Regions from separate parts of the Mus musculus genome. Here region 2 is linked to region 1. The links are chromatin contacts, called in public Hi-C maps. All regions are on one chromosome and are shown on one strand. Each heading gives the region's core, a stretch centred on a gene start, on an enhancer-like site or on the middle of the called end of the contact. The rest is flanking DNA. Distances are from core to core; before and after follow the strand shown. Region 1 has its middle 100 kb from the start of Gm41044. Region 2 has its middle 130 kb from the start of Gm41044.

Region 1 (3,045 bases), core at 333-2,832:
TGGGAATCTTGGGGACTAGGATTTAGTGGTTGTAGGGAGCTGACCTAGCCATGCATAAGGCCTTGGGTTCAAATCTCAGCACCTCAAAAATAAATCCAACTCACACTCAAGGTAAGTAACTACTTCTAGAGCAGGAAACGAAAAGGCACCGATTATTGGGACTATCAAAAGCAGCTTTCAGATTTAGTTGTGGTCAAAATCCAAGACACCCTTGTGCCACCCTTGGGGACATTTAAAAAGAAAGCTGTCAGTATCGACCATATGACCAATTGAAGAGACTGGGTCAACAGGACAAACACCCTTTTGAAAATACAAAGTCTGATGACTGGGAGCTCACTGGTGTCACTCCCATGGTAGTTTTTGTTTGTTTCCAATTGGCAAAAACAAACAACCACAAACAAATAACCCCCACAATCTAAAATCTTGTTTTCCAAAGCAAAGCAAAGCAAAGCAGCAAGCAAAAACCTCCTTCTGTGAGTCTAGCTCCCCCTAAATTCCAGGGCCCACAAGATGAACAGGAAAGAGAGTGAGCACCTTCTGTGACTCAGTTGTACCTCCAGGCTAGCAATTCTCAACCTGTGAGTTGTGACCTTCTTTGCGGAGGTTGAACAACCCTTTTACAGGGGGTTGCCTAAGACCATCAGAAAACACAGATACTTACACTATGACTCATATCAGTAGCAAAATTACAGTTATGAAGTAGCAATGAAAGTAATTTTATGGCTGGGGGCAGGGGGGGGGGAGGTGTCCCACAACATGAAAGGGCCACAGGGTTAGGAATGGTGAGAACGACTGCTCTAGATGTGACGATTAGTGTTATTTGTCACCTTGACAGACTCTAGAGTCACCCAGGAGATAGGTCTTAAGGCATGTCTGTGAAGGACTGTCCTGATTCATGATGGTGGGCAGGACCAAGCCTTGACATGTTTAAAACAGAGAAATGAAGGAGAGCACCAACATGCTGGTGTCTGTTGCCCGTTCATTCTGTCTCCGAATATGACGTAACCAGCTCCTTTCAGTTCCTGCCACTGTGACTTTTCTGCCAGAGTGGACCTTAACCTGAACTCTGGACCAGAACAAGTCCATTCTCTCTTAAGTTGTCTTTATTTTACACAGCAACAGAAAAAGAAATTAGGACAATAAACCATGCAGATCTGAGAACCTATCTGTATACTAAACCCAGTATATAAGCCCTATTATGCCCTACGTGGCCAGTGTGATGGGAAGAGGACCCAGACCCCAGCTGAAGAGAACCAGACAAAAACAGTAGCTTTCCTTACCTTGATCTCTATAAAAATTTTGTTGCTTAGAAAAAAAATTAAATTCTCCTTGCTTAGAAGGAGAGTTCATATTTAGAAATACTGTGAACCAGAAAAAAAAAATGGTATCTTGAATCTTGGCGTTCCAAGTCTTGTTGGCTTGTGGCCAAGCTTCAGGATGCTTCTAAGAGCCATGTGGGGAATGCAAATCGGGATGTCTAACTCTCTTAAGGGCAGTCAGGAGGGCTGATGGTCTATGCTGCATGCTGTAAATCTACCACACAAAAAACCGCCCTCTTTGCACCAGCAGCAGCTCCAGACTTTGGCCTAAGCCCAGTTCCCTATTTCGTCCAAGTTGCTCTTAGCCTTAGTATTTAAGCCAAAGCTTTGTTCTATACACAGGCTGCTATTGATTGGGCCTTCTTATCTCTGTCTCCACAGATAAGGTATACATTAGCAAGACTATTCAGGGGTGGCCTTTTACAAAGGCAGAACGTCTCTTTGGTATCCAGGGTCAAGAAAGGCAGTGTTCAGGAGTGCTTGGTATCTTGAAGGTGTGTATAGAAGTGGTGTACAGAGGGGGTCCAGAAAGACACTCCCAGGCAACAAAGTTGTGAGGAAATGTGTTTTTTGTTCAGATCTGTGCCCCAGTTGGAAGTTGTATTCAGTAGATGTTTTATTTTAGGGCTGGTGTATGTGGTTGGTATGTGTGTGGTGTGTATGTGATGTGTGCATGTGTGTATGTGGTGTGTAATGTATAAAGTATGTATGGTATGTGTGTATGTGTGTGTATGGTGTAGTGTGTGTGTGTGTGTGTGTGTGTGTGTGTGTGGTGTGTGTATAGTGTGTTGTGTGTGGTATGTGGAGTGTGTGTCTGTATGTCTCTGTGTGTGCATATATATGTATATGTGTGGTATGTACAGTGTGTGTGTGGAGTATGTGTGTGTGTTTACATACACAACAACCTCTTTAGGGATTGGAAGTCTGCCTTGTACTCATTTTAACTTCTGGAGGCCAATGTGAGAAGTCTATGCTGGAAGCCTGTTAGCTTATTGTTTCCCTCCTTGCAAGGCGAGGCTGCAACGTGACTTTAGCCACGCATACCCAGCTAGAAGAGAGTGAGACAAAGTGTGTGGGAATTGCCACAATCTGCTCCCAGTCCCTGGATTTCCCTTTCCTAATGCTCTGAGCAGTGCTTTGCTTAGACAAGTCAACACTCGCTCACCAGCCACTGCACTCTCTGGCTCAGGGTACCAACGCTACTTAGTTTGAAGAAAAAAAGGCTGAAAAAAGAAAGAAAAGAAAAGAAAGCTTTCCTGGAATCTCTCATGCGTGTGAGAAACAAAAAGAAAAGAACAGAAATGTCAGAGCCCATGCTCTCGTGGTGATAGGCTCTGGAAAAGGAGACTTTAGTTTTTCTTTTCTTTATCTGGTATCACATTTTCAATTCACACCCATTATTAAGTGCGAGAAACACAATCATAGATTAGTTGAAGAAAGGGAGGAGCTAACTTTGCTAACAGAACAAATGACCTAGGCTATTTCTAGTCATCTGGTCATCGCGCTCAAATATGTTATGCCTATAAATAGAAAACAGGCAAGGGGTAAAGAAAAAAGATCCCCAAAGGAAGGAAGAGAGATGAACGAATAGAAAGGCACATAGGTCATGTCTGTGGCCACCTTCCCAGTCAAACCTTTTATCAGCTCTTCTGGCTAGAGAAATGTCTGTTAAAGGTGTGTTTACACTCACAACGTTGTTTCATAATGGGAGTTAATGATTGTTAGA
Region 2 (3,045 bases), core at 225-2,724, 220 kb after region 1:
ACAGAGAGCAAGTGATTGCCTGGTACCCAGTTCTGGATGATCCAACTATAGCACAGCTGCTGCACCCAAGGCTTAGTGAACACTGTCAAGAAGGTGTTGGGGCAGAGCAATTGTAAGAGCCAGAAAACCACAATGTCTTTTTGCTTTTTTTTTTTTTTAATATGTATCTTAATTAGGGTTTTACTTCTGTGAACAGACACCAGGACCAAGGCAAATCTTATATGGACAACATGTAATTGAGGTTGGCTTATTGGTTCAGTTCAGTCCATTATTATCAAGGTAGGAGTATGGCAGTGTCCAGGCAGGCATGGTGCAGGAGCTGAGGGTGGAACTAAGCTTTCTGGGAAAAAGAAGAATGACTTCTTCAAAGTAAAGTTCTAATCTCCAAGTGTTGTGACTAGTATCCCCCTTCCTGTATGCTCAGCACACAGAAGGCTGAGTCTACATCTCCATCTGAAGGCTACTAGGAAAAGACTGACTTCCAGGCAGCTAGGATGAGGGTATTAAAGCCCATGCCCATAGTGGCACATCCACTCCAAGGCTACACATACTCCAACAAGGCCACACCTCCTAGTAGTGCCACTCCCTGGGCCAACATATTCAAACTACCACAATGACTACAAGAAAATTAGAGTTATATATATTTGATTCACATTGTACTTTTACTTTGATACTATTGATCCAGAAGGTAAGAGTGTTTTTGTTTCTTAGAAAAGGTCTCACTCTGAAGCCCAGGGTAACCTTGAACTACCAGCAATCATCCTAACTCAGCCTCGTGTGTGCTGAGCATACAGGAAGAGAGGTAATAGTCACAACACTTGGAGATTAGAACTTCATTTAGAAGGAGCCATTCTTCTGTTTCCCAGAAAGCTTAACCCCCGCTCTTGAATGAGCTGCCTTTAAAACTGTCGTATATAGTGTAGGGTTTTATAGAGATGACTGTCTTTGCCCAGTTTGTCAGCTGCTTTGCTGGTGACTGTGCTCATCCTTTGCCCATGCCTTTCCTCTAGTCCTCTTTCTTGATCCCTCTGTTCACAAGGTCCCTCCCTTCTCCTGGTTACCTTTCTGCTTTTGTAGAGAGTTCTAGGACTCAGAAGCAAGAGAGAAACAGACACTCCTTGTCTTCCTGCATTTAATGCTTATCTCAGTTCAAGTGATACATTCATTTTTCCACAGATGACATGGCTTCATTCTTTGTAATGTTGTATGTGTGTACCCACACGTACATGTATTTTTTTCGTTAGCTGTTCATCTCTTGTTAGACACTTAGATTGATTCCACACGATGGCTACTGTGAATGGCTGAAATAAACATGTATTTCTGTGATATTTTGCCTTAGAATCCTTCAACTACATACCCACAAGTGGTGTATCTGGGTCATATGGTAGTTCTATTTTTAAGTACCTGGGGAACAACCATACCGGTTTCTACAGTGGCTGGACTAATTCACTTCCTCAGCAACAGGGATTCCATTTTCTTACATCCTCACTATTATTTAGCCTCTCATGGGAGCCATTCTCTCAGGGAGGAAATGAAACACAACTGCAGTTTTAACTTGCATTTCACTGGTAGCTAAAGATGACAAATATTTTTTCACATATATATCTTTAGCCATTAGTATTTTGTCTTTTGAAAAGTGTCTGTTCATTCCACTAACCTGCTTACTGACGGGGTTGTTTGGAATGTTTTATGTTTGATTTTTTGAATTTGTTATATATTCTAGACATGTTTTCTGTCAGGTGTATAGCTGGCAAAAAAAAATTCTTATTTTGTAGACTGTCAGGGTGAGCTAGTTACTTCTGCATCTTAAAATTCCTGTTGTTGGGATTACTAATCCCACCCCTGCAAACCATAGTGTTTTCGTTGGGGTTTCTATTGCTGTGACGAAACACCGTAACCCTTGGAGAGGACAGAGCTTATTTGGTTTATACTGTCATATCACTGCCCATCACTGAAGCAAGTCAGGACAGAAACTCAAACAGGGCAGGAACCCGGAGGCAGGAGCTAATGCAGAGGCCCTGGATGGATGTTGCTTATTGGCTTGCTCTTAATGGCTTGCCCAGCCTGTGTTCTTGCAAAGCCCAGGACCGCCAGCCCAGGGGTAGCACCACCCACAATAGGGTGGACCCTCCCTCATCAATCACTGATTAAGAAAATACGAAATACCTTCTAGGCTTGCCTACAAGCTGATCTTATGGAAGCATTTTCTAAATTGAGCTTCCCTTTTCTCAGATGACTTCAGCTTGTATTGACTTAAAACTATCTAGCACACATGCATTCTGGCAGTGGCTGCTCTCTGTTCTTTTGCCTCTAGTCACCTCTCTCAAAACCACACCCACTTTCTATAGTGCTGAATGGAACCAGTGGCTCCGTTCTCACACTTTCACATCACAGAAACTGGAGCTTGTTGCAGTTTGTTAATCCTGACCCGTCCCATAGCCAGGTGGAGTCCATCATAAACTGCTGTCTTTAGGATCTGTCAATACACTCTTTCTCCGCTCTGCTCACTCTCTAAACCAGGACTGGTATTCCCATGTCTCATCTCTAAGTCTTCAAAATTATTCCTGAAAATACACACTTCCGAAGTTATCTAAAATATATACTTCACCCATCAATCTCCATTTAACTAATTTCAAAGACTACACATTAACTACAGAGTTCAGGCTGCTTTGCCAAACCCACCAGATATGTGGCAACAGGCACACCTATTCACTCATCTTTTAACTTCATCTTCTGCTGTTCCTGACTCAGACTATGTTCAAGCCACACCCCCTGTTTATCTATCACTGGGTATCCTGTGCTCTTTTACAACTTTCCCTCTAGGGCACTTTCCCCACTTACTGTTTTTCCTTTAGATCTAGCTTAGTTATGACTTATCACAAGAAGCCTGTAGGATGAACTGTGTGGGTTCCAGCATGCATTTCAGTAGGACGGCAGAGACTTATACTTTTATATATTGACATTTCTAAAACTCTCTGCTGAGTATCTTTCAAAATTACTAGGTTTAGAGTTCCATGATTCAATTCCCCAACAGAAAATAAACTG

What was found. A called contact is a pair of places that touch in the nucleus more often than the background predicts.
Region 2: a Hi-C map of bone marrow-derived dendritic cells shows a contact between it and region 1, with 3 times the contacts expected there. The contact joins two enhancer-like sites. A contact is called at or near these places in 3 of 484 Hi-C or Micro-C datasets (bone marrow-derived dendritic cells, nephron progenitors and neurons).

The regions. Positions count from the first base shown.
Region 1 is chr13:101,913,324-101,916,368 of GRCm38.p6, forward strand. No RefSeq gene overlaps it. Among named protein-coding and RNA genes, the nearest start is that of Gm41044, 100 kb to the right of the region's middle. Within about 2 kb of position 1,583, at least 50 of the 459 cell types and tissues checked have an H3K27ac peak or open chromatin away from gene starts, as enhancers often do. A contact at or near this core is called in bone marrow-derived dendritic cells, where this site is marked.
Region 2 is chr13:102,138,082-102,141,126 of GRCm38.p6, forward strand. No RefSeq gene overlaps it. Among named protein-coding and RNA genes, the nearest start is that of Gm41044, 130 kb to the left of the region's middle. Within about 2 kb of position 1,475, at least 6 of the 459 cell types and tissues checked have an H3K27ac peak or open chromatin away from gene starts, as enhancers often do. A contact at or near this core is called in bone marrow-derived dendritic cells, where this site is marked.